2 separate regions of the Rattus norvegicus genome follow, and region 2 is linked to region 1. A link is a contact called in public Hi-C data. All regions are on one chromosome and are shown on one strand. The core of a region is the stretch at or near the end of the contact, and the rest is flanking DNA. Distances in the headings are between cores, read along the strand shown.

Region 1 (7,696 bases), core at 3,806-6,305:
TGTATGTGTGTGTAGTGTGTAGGTGTGTGTAGTGTGTATGTATGTATGTATATGTGTGGAGTGTGTATATATGTGGAGTGTGTGTACGTGTATGTGTATGTGTGTGAGTGTATGTATGTAAGTGTGTTTGTGTTTGTGAGTGTGTATACGTGTATTGTGTGTGTAGTGTGTGTGTATGTATGTATATGTGTGTAGTGTGTATGTGTGTGTAGTATATGTGTGTATGTGTGTGAGTGTGTATATGTGTATATGTGTGTATGTGTTTGTGAGTGTGTGTATATGTATATAGTGTGTTTGTGTGTGTGAGTGTGTGTATGTTCATGTGTGTAATATGTGTATGTTTGTATGTGTGTGAGTGTGCATGTGAGTGTGTGTATGTGTGTGTGTATATGTGTATATGTGTGTATGTGTTTGTGAGTGTGTGTATATGTATATAGTGTGTTTGTGTGTGTGAGTGTGTGTATGTTCATGTGTGTAATATGTGTATGTTTGTATGTGTGTGAGTGTGCATGTGAGTGTGTGTATGTGTTTGAGTGTGTGTATATGCATATATAGTGTGTATGTGTATGTGTGTAGTATGTGTATATGTGTGTGTGTATGTACAGTGTGCATGTGGAGCATAGAGATAGACATTGGGTGTCTTTCTTGGTCCTTGGGTACCTTATTACTTTTCTTTTTAGACAGGGGTGGGGAGGGAGAGAGGTGAATGCATATGATATATGTGTGTGCAGGCACACATGCCTCTGTGCATGAGCAGAGGCCAGAAGAGCCAATTAGGTGACCTTCTCTATCATTCTTCACCTTAATTTTAAAGACGGGGACTCTCACTGAAGGGTGACAGTTAGCAAGCTCCAGTAGTCCTTCTGTTTCTGCCTCCCACAGCTCTGGAGTCACAGGACTGCCTGTTCATGGCTGGCTTTTTATGTGGGTACTGTAAGCACCTTTATTGATGGGACATCTTACCAGCACTACAATGGCATTTTATTCAGCCATAATGAAATTATATCATTTGCAGGAACATGGATGGAACTCAAAGTCATCATGATAAACGAAATAAGCCAGATTCACAATGGCAATTGTGTTATGTTTTCTCATATGCAAAATGTAGAATACAGACACCTCATACATGCATACACACACCACACATACTACACACACATCACATACATACCACATACACACCACTCACACAGAGACTACACACACCACACAATCACTACATACACACCACATACACACATACCACACACATACCACACACATACCACACACACACCACACCACTCACACCACACACACATACATACCTACCACATACACAAACACAACATACACCACACACATCAAACACATCACACAAATACCACACACATACTACACATACCACACAAATATAGACACTACATATACACAGGAGACTCTCTGAGAAGAGGAAGGGAATCAATGGGAGAGGGTAAGAGAGGAAAACTAAGTAATAAGTAATAAGGAAACCGAATAAAGCACATGACATATACATATGATAAAGTGCATGACATGTTATGTATGATAAATGTATAAAGAGGTCATAATGAAATCCACACTTTTGCATAATGAGTATATGCTAATGAAACAAAAGCAAGCACGTGAACCAAACAGCCAACCACAGAAACCCCCTAAAGAATACCATAAGAAGCAGGGACTTTCGATGATAGTATTCATTGGGAAATCATAACAAACAGGTGTATGTGAACCCTCAGTGAATACACAGCGTAGACAGTGTACGTGATTCACTCAGGGAGAAAATATGTCTGACATGAAACAAAGTGGCAATTTAGTTGGTTTGAGATTATATGGAATACAGAATAGAGAATATGTTCTTTGCTTATAATGGATAAATAAAAAGTATCTAGAATTTTCCCAAATGTTTAAAATTAAGTAACATTCTTCTTTAAAACCCACAAGGAAACAAACAGAAAACTTACAAAAGAAGTAAACAATATTTGAAAAGTTATAAAATTCAGCCAAAACAGTGCTAAGAAGTTTAAATATTTAGAATGCTTGAAATCAATAACCTACGTTTCAATGTTAAAAATCTAGAAAACACTGGGTGTGGTGGTCCCAGCACTCAGGAGACAGAGGCAGGCAGATCTCTGTGAGTTTAAGGCTACTTGGTCTACATAGTGAGAGAGAACCTGTCTACACACACACACACACACACACACACACACACACACACACACACACACACACACACACACACACACACACACACACACACACACACTGAGAGGGAGAGAATACAAGGGAGAGAAAAGATCAGAACTACACAACAGTGTTGCTCCTTTGGAGGCAGCCGACACTGGAGCATGCGCAAAGGCGTTTTTCCGGAGGCGTTGCGGACATGGGAATTTGGCTAGCACAGGTGTGTGCATTTGAATGGTGCACAGAATGATGTTTGGGGTTTGTGCATTTTACTGTATCTGTATTTTACCTAAGAGGGAGGAGGGGAAGAAAAGGGTAAAATTAAAGAAGCATAAGCCCAGGCTGGGGCCACCTTCCTTCCTTCCTACATGCTCCTCAGCGTCACTCCACCCCGCAGGAGTAGCGCACCATCTGCAGGCAGCCTTGGCTGCTCCGTGCCTCTTTCTACTGCTTCACTTCAGTTTTCATTCATTCCCTTCTCAATGGCACAGGGCAGCCAGGTGTCCAGTCCGTGAGCCTCTACATGCTCTCCCCTTGCTCTTCTCATCATCTCTTGGCTTAAAAGCCCTCATGTTTTTGTTTACAAAAGTCTGGCCCAAATTATGCTAAGGCCTCTTTAGAACATGGGGCACTGGGACTAGTTCGTTCCCTGTATTCTTGGATACACGAGAAGAGTCCTGTTTGTCATATTAATGCATAGCAAGTCTGAGCTTGTAGCCGGACTCTTGGCTACTTTGTGGGTTTTTTTTCTTCCATCCTTATTTTGCCCTTTCACCCACCCTAACACGAGGTAGGACAGAAAGATGGATAGAGGGGAAAGAGAGAAAGGTACCCCCCCCCCCACCACCAATAAAATCAGGAGTAGGAAAGGGAGCAACAATGTCACTAGACTACTTCCTGCTGATTAGGGGCATTGAGTTCCTTGGGTTAAGTTTGATCTTCACTGCCAGCATATCTATTTTCTTCTTTTTGTCTCCTCGCCCATGAGTACTTGACAAATTGTAACCAACAGCATCCAGCCACCAACCAGCCAGCCAGCAGCTCCCCACCGTTGGGCTCTAGTATTCGTTTACCCTCTGAAACGCTCTGAGAATTCCAAACATCACACACTTGAAACTATCTGCAGCTGTCAAAAATCACACCCCTGCTAGAGCATGAGGCAAGGACATACAATGTTGGTTTGTTTGTTTCTTTCTTTCTTAGAAGCCAAAATTCTCACTACACGAGCTCGATTACCTGGGTTTGAGACAAGGATGGGCATCCTGGGTCTCAGTCATTTGCTTCACGTATTTCTCTCTTGATTCAAGAAATGTCTGGGAAAGGGGCTCTTGTCCTTCAAAAACGTCTCTCAGCAAAAATAATTCCCCATAGCCTCTTTCAAATTGAGAAAACCCCTTTGTAGATAGCCTGTTTCCTGGCCGCTTTGAGGTTATCCTCTCCCCCCATGCACACACACACACACACGCACACACACACACACAGCACACAGCACACAGCACACAGCACACACAGGTCCTGTCTGGTTCACTCTGCCTGGCTTCCAGTGTTCCTCAGCCCCAACAAAGGAGAGAGCTGGATACTCAGCAGGATGTGGAGGGTGGAGCTGTTATCACAGATGCCAGTGGAGGAGGTGCATGCTAGGCTCACTATCCGGCTTCCAGGTCTTTCCTTTGGAACTGATCCATATCAAGGTTACAGACAGAGTTGGAGGAGTCTGTCAGAGTTCCCCTGGCAGGTAACAATCCTTGGATCCCAGGGCGGAAAACAATAGGGATGGCCAGCATGAAGAGATCTCCTCTCTCCTCTCTTCTTCTCTCCTTCTCTCTCCCTAACCCTTTCCCTCTCTCTCCCTCCTCCCAAACAATATGACCAGACCTCGCATATGCACATAGCTGCATGGATGACAGGAATCCCCATGGAAGCAGTTACTCAGGCTTGCTGAAGCTTGAGGCTTGTGGTCCCTGTATCGGCACTCCCCCTGCTTATGCCCACAGACCAAGTGGTCAAGTCTCCATCTGTTGGTTGCAGTTTAATGGCCCCAGAGTGCTAGAATATGTCCCAGAGGATCCATCACTGTAGCCACAGCTAGCCTCTAACTCACTTTGTAGGCAAGGATGACCTTGAACTCTTGAATCTTCAGTCTCCGTCTTTCTAGTAGTGGGAAAGTTGGGATTCCAGATGTGTGCCACTATGCCCAGCAGAAGCAAAACTTAAAAATTACTTACTAATTAAGCAGTATTGAAGTTTTTTTTGTGTGTTTTTGTTTGTTTGTTTTATTTTGTTTTGTTTCGAGACAGGGTCTTAGTTTATATATCAGACTGGTCTTGAACTCACAATCTTCCTGCCTCAGTTTCTCAAGTGCTGGGACTGCAGGCATATACTATTACATCCAGTTTTATGCATTGGTGTGGAAACATTCTATCTCTTACCACTGCAAAATTTCTTAGTGTCTGACTAACAGAGACAATAGCATGTTAGAAGCATAAGGCATGGGCTCTCTGCTAACCTTGCCCCCCCCCTCACCATAGGAGGTTCCTCAGCTTCCACATGCCTCTTCAAGATGGTCAACCTATCACTCCATGACATACACACGTGCTGACCCAGCAGGTGTCTGCAGGATGACTAGTGAGGGTGGAGAAGACATACTGGGGTCATGGAGCATTCTTTGCCTTGAAGCCCTTGGCTCATTAGTTCTATATTCTAACCAACCAAACCAGCCAGCTCTGGGCTAGATGATGCATGCTGTAGTTCCTGGCATCTGATAGCCAGTCTGTGAATCAGAACTTTTATTTTCCTGCATGTCTGCACAGCAACCGCGCCTCATGGGACGTGTAATCCTGTGCTGTCTCGGGCTCTGTGAACCCTGATTCATCACAGCTTTGATAGTGTGTAGGACAGCTGCTTCCTCCGCAGTCTTCCCTATCGTGTTCTGATATCGGGACTCAGGAGCACTGGGTCTGGTCCAGGCTTGGTACTTCTGTAAACTTCCTGTGTGACTGAGCTGGTCACTTTCTCTCAGTGTTTTTTTTTTTTTATCTGTTGATTGGAATTTGATGCTCCGAGCTCTGCCTGGGTTACTAAGGCGAAGCACACATCCAAATAGAAAACAATGCCCCAAGGTTCTGAAAGTGAAAGGGTCATTGTGTGGCTCTTCAAAGAGGAAGACTGTTGCCCAATATCTGTTCACACGTTTCCAGCTGTGCTGGCAGCAGAAGGCACTGCCTTTTAGAGACGGATGCTTCAGCCCGCTGAAACCTGAGGGTGGGGGGTTCTGGCCCCACCCCAGGTAAGTTGCAAGAGGAACAAGTGGAATTGGCTTCAAGGTCAGGCATGTGGACCTGTGTGGACACGGGCTCTGTGACACTTGGCCTCTGGGTCTTTGAAGCTTTTTCCTTCCCACTGTCTAGATGTCCTGTGCCCTTCCAGTCTCTTTTGTTCTTCCCTATCCAATCCTGGACCCAAAAGCCCTCCCATGCTCACCAGGCTGTTCCCCAAAGGATTTGCCACTCACTTGGCTAAGGGCAGCTGGATGAGGACTTTTATAGTCATTTGGCACTTCTGTGCCCACATCTAGTATAACACTGAATTTCTACACTGCTATGGTTTCCCAGTAATCGTATGTAATAGTTCTGAGAAAGCGAGTCAATGAGTCTATAAACTGCTTCCAAACATGGGCACATAAAGCTGTCAGACGATGGCAGTGTGTGCGTTCTGCAGTGTGCATGGTTGTGTAGGGACAGCAACCCCTGGGCATGCACCAGGAATGGACGCATCTTACCCATGTGCTATTGAGCTAAAGCTAGAATGAAACAGGACTTAGCACTGGCACCCGTTATAGGAAGTTCAAGATGACCAAATTGAAATATAATCTTAGAAGTCCAGGCGGTGCCATGCTCTCCTTGGGGTGGGGTGGAAGCAGGAGAGGATTGAGGAAGGCTCGCCAGCTGGTCCTGTACCATTTCTTGCTGTTCGGTTTGAAGACGGTCAGAGGTGTGTACATTTTAAGTTGTGTGATTTTGATCTCCGATTGTATTTTAATGAAAATATAAAGACGACACTTGCTAATTTTGCATTTGACTTGCTTTCTGCAGTCAGTACAAGTTCACAGGTCCCCACAGCATTTCCAGAAGCCCCAGCCTAGTGCATCTAATAGTGTGGGTCACAGAGAACCATAGTCCTCTCCTGGTCCTCAGCACCCTCTCCCTGGCCGTTACTGGACACCATGAGACCCCAGGGTGCTATAACGAAGGCCTTGTTAGTCATGACTCCTCCGGGATGGGGAAAGCTCTTCCCTAACATCTTCCCTTTCAACCCAAGCACCCCTGATTTTCTCAGATGATGATGGCCCTTAGCCGATACCATGCCTGGGGTCTTCTACCTCCTTCTGTTCACAATCACTAGCAGCTGACATAAAACCCACATGGCACAGGCATTTTGGGAACCTGAGCTCCTAAGTCTTCCCCCTTGAAATTTTCCCTCCTCCAGCCAGGATGGCTGGGGCTGTGCTCACAATGACTTTCCCACTTGTAACCTGGGTGACATTAGTCACATCTGTTCCCTCCTAAGCCCTGCCTACTTGAAAATTAGGACAGCAAACCCTGAATCTTGGAGCACGGTGTTCACACGAACTACAGTGGATCAGGAATCTGTGAACACTCTTGGGTGACATTTTCAACCCTTGCCTGATACACAGTCAGTAGGCCGAGATGTTGGCGAGAAGGCCCTTCATCCCTGAACAGTATCCCGAATAATACAAGGCTTGAAAAACTTCAAAGAAACACTAAGCAGTTTATTGATTTCCTATATTTTGACAAAGCAAATACATGATGTATCATACAAGGAAACATACAAGATGGATCAAGGAGAATGAGGGCTGGACGGAGGGTCCCAGACACTGCAGCAAGCGCAAAAGTCAAGGAAGATACAGGGCCTCTGTCCTTTGGTCCTAAATTGTGACCTGTTTTAGGCATGGAAGTAGGAGACATATTTGATTTAAAACATGAAGACAGGTCTGGGATAAAGTCCAGCCAGCCCCTTACTCCCTGCTTCTAGGAATGTACTCATAAGTCCTCTTCATTTTGCCCCTGAATGACAGGCATATGTTGGGCCCAGCCTACCTGGCCAGCTTGAGGTCATGGAAGAAGTTACCATAATTGGCCTGATCCCTTGGTGTCTAAGACCTGCTTCATCCCCAAAGCAAAGCGTGGGCCCAACAAATCTTCCTCCCAGGGAAAGGAGAACAGCCCATGGGCTGCAGGAAGTGAGGACTGTGCTGGGGGTGTTGGGTGGGAATGTCATTGTTCAGGGCCTTTAACAGTTTCACTTGGTGACTTGAGCACTCTCCAAGATTCTCTCAAACTTACTGAGTAAGTGGATAGTCCTTACAGCCCAGGACCTGGGTATCCTTTCTTGGGTGGACATATACTATATGGGGCAGGGGTATGGTAGGTTTTATTTATTGTTATACTTTAAGTGCTTCCTTCAGACACTGTCTGTACAGAGTAGTGTGACAATG
Region 2 (7,447 bases), core at 3,018-5,517, 74 kb after region 1:
ATGGCAGGAGAATTGTTTACCTTTAAACGAAGAAGGTTGGGGTGCATGTGGGAGTCTTGCAGAGACATAAAGTCCTGATGAGATTTCATTACAGAGAATCAAAAACTATGTGAAATTATCAAGGGTGCAAGCATAGAATCAAGAAGCAAAATAAGGGGCTGGAGAGATGGCTCAGCGGTTAAGAGCACTGACTGCTCTTCCAAAGGTCCTGAGTTCAAATCCCAGCAACCACATGGTGGCTCACAACCATCTGTAATGAGATCCGATGCCCTCTTCTGGTGTGTCTGAAGACAGCTACAGTGTACTCATATGCGTAAAATAAATTTAAAAAAATTCTAAAAAAAAAAAAGAAGCAAAATAAACATGAAGGTTTTTTTAAGTAACAAAAGACTTGTTCCTCTCTATGTATTTATATATATATTCATACATTTATTCATATATATCAGAGCCATTTTTTTAAACCTCCTTATCCTCTGACTGGAGAAATGAATGTCTTGCTCCAAATCTCGGTGAGACCGAGATTCAGAGCCCAGTGATGAGGTTAGCTGAGGTTAGCTGCTGACTAGAAGCCTGTGAATAGAGGACTGCTCACACTCGAGTGTCAGAGCTTCCCCACTCCCCAGGCTGAGCTCAGACTCCAGCCTTGGCTGTCAGCGTCCAGCTCAGACAGAACACTCAGCTCCTTACCTTCCTGGATTCTGTACACTCAGCAGGGTGCACAGACGAGGGAGGCAGTACACCATGGGAACCCAGAAAGGAGCATGGAAGCCATGGGAGTGCCCCAGCCTATGCCCCAGAGCTCAGTGGAGTGGCACCAAGCCTGGGCACCCAGAGTGTCCCCTTCTCAGAGTGTGACTGGGTGGGAGGGGAGAGGAGGAGGTGCCCTGTGTACAAGGAAGGCAAGTCAGCTGAGAAAAGCCTTCCCACATACTGATCCCCTATACCAGATATTGGAAGGACACAGAGGTGGTTCCCACACAGGCCCTGGCTACAAGTCACTATACCTGAGAGGGATGTAGTGGGAACCTGCCTTGTTTTGTTTTTTTGTAAGTTTGCCATATCTCACCAGCCTGTGCACTCTGATGTAGGAAGAAAGTTTCTCAGTGGCTCTACAACTTTGTTGGAAGGAGGCAGACTCAGAAGGAGGAAAGTTATGATTGGGGCCACCAGGCACATACATACTTCCTTTACGAAAGCCTGAGGAGAGAAGCTAGCAGCAGCAAGGAGAGATGGGTGTGGCTCCCTGCCCCAGCTGGGAGCCCTGGAAGGGACAAGATGGAAGTCCTGTCCAGAAGCCAAGTCACACCCTTCTGCAGGTTCACATTTTCATCAGAATCTTCTCAAATCACTGTCTCCTAGCTGGCCCCGTCCAATCATACGCTTGTCCCCTGTCGCTTTTTGTCCGAATTCTCGCCTTCTCAGGGAGACGGAGAGAGAATTCCTCTGCCTGCAGGTTCATCTCCCAGCACCCAGCACCGCACCCCCGCCCTTCTACAGAGGTCCTGGATCCATTGCTCACAGGGAAAGTTGGAAGCAGTCAAGGGCCAGTTGCAGAGAGGGGATCTGGGAGCACAAACGGAGCTGTAGCCATCCCAGATGACAGGGTGTAAGCCACCAGCGGCTTGGGGAGGCAGGCTGGGAGCCGTGTCTCATCGCTTGGGAAGCCTAGTGCAAGCACCAACAGCTCCCTTGACGCATGCAGTGTGTGTGTGTGTGTGTGTGTGTGTGTGTGTGTGTGTGCACGTGTGTGTGTGTTTAGGGGGTAGTGTGTGTGTCTGTGTGTAGGGGGGGTAGTGTGGGTGCTACTGCCAGAGAAACAACCACTCATACTTGGGAATACATTCCAGCCCCTACTGTGGACCCTCCTCAGGCCAGCAGAGGGGAGGCCAATAGCATACATACCACACACCTGGTACATTTTTCCTGGGAGTCCAGGTCCTGTAAGACCCTGGCCTGGCCTCCTTCTGAGCAAGGAGTAGTCCTTCCTGGCTGTGTCCTATAAGGCCTCCTGGGTGACACCTCCCTGGGGGATGCCAGGTTTCAGGTAGGTCTACTAGATACAGCCAATAGAAAACAAACCACACCACACCTGTGTTATCTGGAACGGGTGAGATCGCCCCTACTCTGTCCTTCCCGAGCCAAGCCCATCTTCTGCCCTCCCTTACCTCTCATAACTGCTGTGACGAGGCATAGGTGGCCCTGCCGTCTGCCCCTTTATGTGTTGTCCTGCAACAGCGTGGAGCTCAGCCTTCCCAGTTCCTGGAAGGAGGCCATCATGATACAGCCTACATGTTACACTGACCTACATAATACAGCCCACTATAAAAGAAATGAAGGAGCTCATGAGGTCCCCAGCTCCTAGACGGAGGCCAACACTACCCACTTCCATGGTGAGACCCACCAGGGAAGGTCCAGAAGGACTCAGAGGGATTCCCAGCTCCTGGATTGCTCGGTGAATTGGGCAGGATCTGCAATGCTGCTAAGGTGAGCGATGGGGACCAGAGCCTTGGTTACTAACAGCAGAGCACAGTTTCCAGTGGGAATCTGAAAGGTGTCAGCTCAGCAAAGCTGGGGACCTTTCCTTTTCTGGCAACAGGGACAGCACAATACTAAATGGAGAGAGACTAGACTGGACCTCCAGGAGCCATCTTTGTGCGCTCACATGCCACCCTTTTCTCTGTGGCATCCCGCCTCTGTCACTGTCCCACAGTTCCCAGGTCAACACACTGGACTCTGATTTCGGGGACTGTGGCTGGGCTGCACCAGGCGACACTGGCATCAGAGATGGCACGGGACACTGGTGTGGAGGGCACCTGATTGCTCCGAGGATCAGGGTCTGCTCTGCAGCCAGAGCTTGAGTTGATTCTCGGTGCTGTAATATATCTTGGTGATGGGTCTCCACACCCTACAGCATAAACCATGACTGCCTGTGAGAGCTGAAAACTGGAGGTAGACAGGCCCTGACTGTTAGTTCCTGGAACTGGAAGCAGGAGGTGAGGGAACAGGGCCTGAGTGTCCTGGGTTGGGGGAAGGTCCACAGAGAGGGAGTTATCCATTGAGAACTGCCAGGGGTAGCATACAGGATGGTTGGATGTAGCTCTGATTAGTGGCCTATGGGACTAGGAAGGGCAAGGGAAGACAGGAGATAGTAGAGCCAGCCAAAGGGGCTGCCCTGAGCTGGCATTGGCCTAACCCCCTGCTGTGAGCCTGCAGCTCCCAGCTCAGCTGCTCCACAAGGACCGCTGGGGCACAGCTCTCCCAGCCTCTCCCTTCGGCCCCTCCCTCACCAGCCTGCACCCAGCCTGTGCCCCACATCTCAGGCACCTCACCCAGGACATCACGTCCTTTGAGTATGACAGAGCTGCTGGCAGCGGAGGCCGCACCCTGAGGTGTCTCTCCGTTCTCCTGGCCAGCCCCACCAGATTCCCCAGGCTGAGACGGGCAAGGAGGGATGGACTAACCCGACTCCATCTTCCAGGGAGAATGTCTTTTCTGGGAGTCCCATGCCAGCTTCTAGCCAGAGCCCCTGGTTAGGCCTGGCTTCCTTCTCACTTTCTTTTCTAGTGTCGTCTTGTCCCTTGATTGGACTCCACAGTCTCATCTAGGTCAACTGAACTGAGGTTCTGAGGGAATTCCACTCTTATTGGTCCCCAAGAGGGACCCTCCCTGACCCTCAGAAATCCCCCCACCCCAACCCCCAGCAGCTCTGGACCTTGAATAGAAGAGATGAGGAGATGATGTGTAGAATGTGCCTCTGGTCTACTGTCTTCTCCACACTGTGTCCAGCAGAAGTAGAGAAGGAAGTCTAAAATCTGCTTGGGATCCCCTAGGGAAAGAAGCAGAAAGGAGGGATTTCAGGGGAGACTATGGAGAACTATGCAAATGTATGGGGGTGGGGTGGCGAGCAGGAAAAGGAGATGGTGCCAGGCTGTCTCAGAGCTTGTCTTCTGTCCCGTATTCAGTCCCTTCCGGTAGACACTCAGAACCAAGCTCCAACCTCCAGAAGACCCCAGAATGAGGGGCTACTCAGACAGAGGACTACAGAAGGCAAATGGGCAGGAGCTGAGAAAGGAGACATCTCTTTCCGGACCAGAAACAAGCCCCGTGGGAACTGCATGCAATTCTCCCCAGAGAGGCTTATAGAGAACAAACAGCGATCTGTGGGCACCCACAACTCCAACCTTACCTCCACATTGCTCCCCTATCTTCAGGCTGTTTCCACATCTTTCCCCTCTATCTGTCACCTTAGAAATCAAGAACCTCTCTATTTCAACTCTAAGGCCGACAGCACCCCCTGGTGGCACACCTGGAACAGCCCGTGATACACGACATTGTCCTAGGAAACCCAAGACCCCGGCCTCCTCCAGCTTTGCCCCACCGCACCCTTCCTCTGTTGCTCGGGCCTCGTGATAACTGCGGCCTGGTTTGGCAACTTTACATCAGCTCCAGAAGCTCCTCCGTGATAGCAGAGAGCAGGGCCACACTGCCCTAAGCCCGCGCGCCCCGGGATGAGGAATGGGGGTGGGTGGGCGTGGCATACGAGATTTAGAAGTAACAGTAGTACCTTGACAGGAAGGCAGCCTTGATACTCACAGAAACTCTAGGAAGATTCGACTAGGAATGGGCTCAACAACTAAAGTTAACTAACTTTCCCAAAACAATGAGACCAGCCCCAATGGAGCCAGGATTAACCAAGACGTCCAGGGAGCCCTGAGCTAGAGATGCCCGTGGAATGCATAGCCGCAGATATAGCATAGCTTGGAAAAGGGAGGTGTGTTCTGCTACTTACTCACTGTGGGACTCCAGGCAAGGACCCCTCTCTGGGCCTTATTTGCTCTCTGAGGGAGTTCGACTACCCTGTTTCCATGATTGTCCTGAGAGCATGCCTAAATGTAGACTTGCCAGGGCCAGGGACCAACAGCTGCCCCACCATCAATACCCACCGAGGACTGAGTGGGGCCCTAGAGTCTTAAGTGATCGTGTTTAAAGCGAACCGACAGACTGTAGGTTAGTGGTCAGGGAAGCAGTCTTCTTGTTCCAGCATTTATTTCCCTTGAAGCCTTGAATCCTTCAGAACCTTTTCTCGCGCCTTAGAAGCTTCAGTTCCTTCTTGGTCACCAGAGGGCGCTCTTACCTACTGCCTCAAGACTGCCCTCCAGGCTTTAGCCAGGACGTGCTTTACTTCCTGTGTCTTATGGCCTCGTGGCTAGAACTGTCCCCCAAGGTGAAGACTTTGGTCTGTGCTCCTCTCAAGAGGCCACCCATCGGCTTTTGTACCAAGTAGGGCCTGATGCTGCCTGGGGCATGCACATAAACTAACAACAAACAAATAACCTAAAACCTGATAGTTGTGTTAGGCTCTGTGAGAGTCTGCCCCTGTTTGATTACCACTGAGTACTGGCCCCAGGCACTGTTTACCATTTTCCTGCCCTGTGTAGTTCTCCTCTCTTGAAGGCATGATTTTGTCACACACAGGCTGGGAAGAGGCTGCTGCTGGGTGGTTCTCATGACCAGTTCCAGATGGTCTGGGTGGCCACCAGATTCCTAGGTCACAGGCATCCTGGGGAAGGTGCCTGCCACAGGGCAGTAGGTAAGACCATGCCAGCTCTGGGCAGGAGGGCACATACTTAGGAAGACAGACTTATAAAATGTTGCGGGGAGCAAAGCCCAGTCCCAACACAGCCACAGTTTCAGAAGCAGAACAAGCAGGGAGAAACCATGTGTAGGTCTAGTCCAGAGAAATAAACAGACACAGATTGGGGTGGGAATTTGGCAATGTCTCTCAGATCTCAGGTCTTGGTCCAGGGGTATAAAAAGGGGTTTCCATGGAGACAGGAGGCCCTGACTTACCTCCTAACATGATGGAGTCTTCTGAGACCAGAGCCACTGACTAAGGATTAGGATGAAGGGACAAAGTGGGTGGGTTGGCAGAATGGGGACCTGCTGTACATTTTCCAAGGTCAGTTACCTCTCTCTTCCAGCAAACCGAGGCTGGCCCCAAAAGAAGCGAACCCTTCACATGGGCTGCCTGTCAGAGGGAGGGGTGTGCTCTGCATGGTGAGAGGTAGGAAGGGCTCCATCTGCTCCTTCAAAGTGTTCTTTAAAGAAAGTTAACATTCTCCTTAGTATAGAGAAGAAAGGTGACCTCGCTCTGAACTGTGAGGTCCTCTAACACCATTGTGGGCAGGCCTAAGGCTCCTTCCTTTTGCTTACATTAGCTCACCCGGTCAGTAGGAAGATTGATCTGGACATAGATTGGGAGATTCATCTTGACCAACATGTCCTCCAAGGCTCAGGTGTCACCTCCTTCAGGAAGGCTTTCTTGATTCCTTAATGTGAGTTAGATGTGCCACAGGTGCTTTCCCATAATCCCCCTGTGCTTATTCAAACCACCATTGACCCAATTGTCCTGAAACTACTTGGTCACTGGCCAGTGGGTCCTGAGGTTAGGGCCATCTAGGTCATAGGCTAAAGCGTTCCCACAACAACCAAATGGGGTCGTAAGTATTGTGTACCCACTGCTTGAGGTAATCTATAAATTAAGGGGACAGTTTGGATGTGGGGAGGGCTTTGAGGCTGGGCAAACATCCACAAGGCTAGAAGTGAGCCTGACCTCTAAGTCTCTTCTAGTCTGTCAGAACTATCGCCACTGGCATTTGCATGGGTAGGGCAGCACAGAGGGTCTCGGGGAGGCCCTAGTTCAACCCAAGAATACTCATCCTCAGAGCATAGTGGGAAGGCAATGCAGGGCCATTCCTGTGGGAGCAATAGCTCTCATTTCTGTTTGAGCCCCAGATGTCTCCTGGGCCTCACACTCCTCAAACCAGAGGCTGGAGTAGAGGCTAGAGGTCAGAGACCAAGTTAGACACTCCAGATAAAAGCTTAATGTCTTTGTCAGTATAACCCAGGGCTATATAGCCTCTGGCTCAGTGTAAGTAGACTTGGTTCTTCCAAAGGACCTGGGCTTGATTCCTAGCACCCATGTAGTAGTAGCTTACAAGAGTTTGAAATGTCAGTTCCAGGAAATCTGATACCCTTTTCTGGCCTCTGCAGGCACCAGACACGAGTGTGGTACTCAGATATACATGCAGAAAAAACACCCATATACAATATATTCCAGCCTCTCTTCTCTATAGAGATGGCCAGTGGGCTTAGCAGCTTTATTCTAGCCCAGAATACCAGTAGCCATTTGTTGAAGAAGTGGTTGGCTAACCCTGTGACTTTTAAATTTGGGCCTGAACCATCTGAAGCTCAGACAGATTTTTATCCCATGGCTACAAGCCACAGCTTTGAACTCAGCAGACCAGGAAGTTACTTTCCTATTTAAGAAAGGTCCCGGGGTGCCAGAGAGATGGCTTGGTGGTAGTTAAGAACCATCTTGCAGAGGACTTAGGTTCAACTCCCAGCACACACATAATGGCTCATAGCCATCCGTAACCCTAGTTCT

What was found. Hi-C and Micro-C count contacts between places; a contact is called where the count stands out from the background.
Region 2: a contact with region 1 is called in a Hi-C map of the A7r5 cell line, with 7 times the contacts expected there. The contact joins two enhancer-like sites. A contact is called at or near these places in 12 of 12 Hi-C or Micro-C datasets (the A7r5 cell line, the Rat2 cell line, Schwann cells and 7 more) and 1 of 1 datasets of contacts at active chromatin or transcription factors (oligodendrocytes).

What each region holds. Positions count from the first base shown.
Region 1 is chr13:49,854,391-49,862,086 of GRCr8, forward strand. It overlaps Pkp1 (plakophilin 1), which reads right to left. Exons shown (of 14, transcript NM_001394216.1): 14 at 6,950-7,696. Among named protein-coding and RNA genes, the nearest start is that of Tnnt2, 39 kb to the left of the region's middle. Within about 2 kb of position 5,056, at least 45 of the 93 cell types and tissues checked have an H3K27ac peak or open chromatin away from gene starts, as enhancers often do. A contact at or near this core is called in the A7r5 cell line, where this site is marked.
Region 2 is chr13:49,928,789-49,936,235 of GRCr8, forward strand. No RefSeq gene overlaps it. Among named protein-coding and RNA genes, the nearest start is that of Pkp1, 23 kb to the left of the region's middle. Within about 2 kb of position 4,268, at least 5 of the 93 cell types and tissues checked have an H3K27ac peak or open chromatin away from gene starts, as enhancers often do. A contact at or near this core is called in the A7r5 cell line, where this site is marked.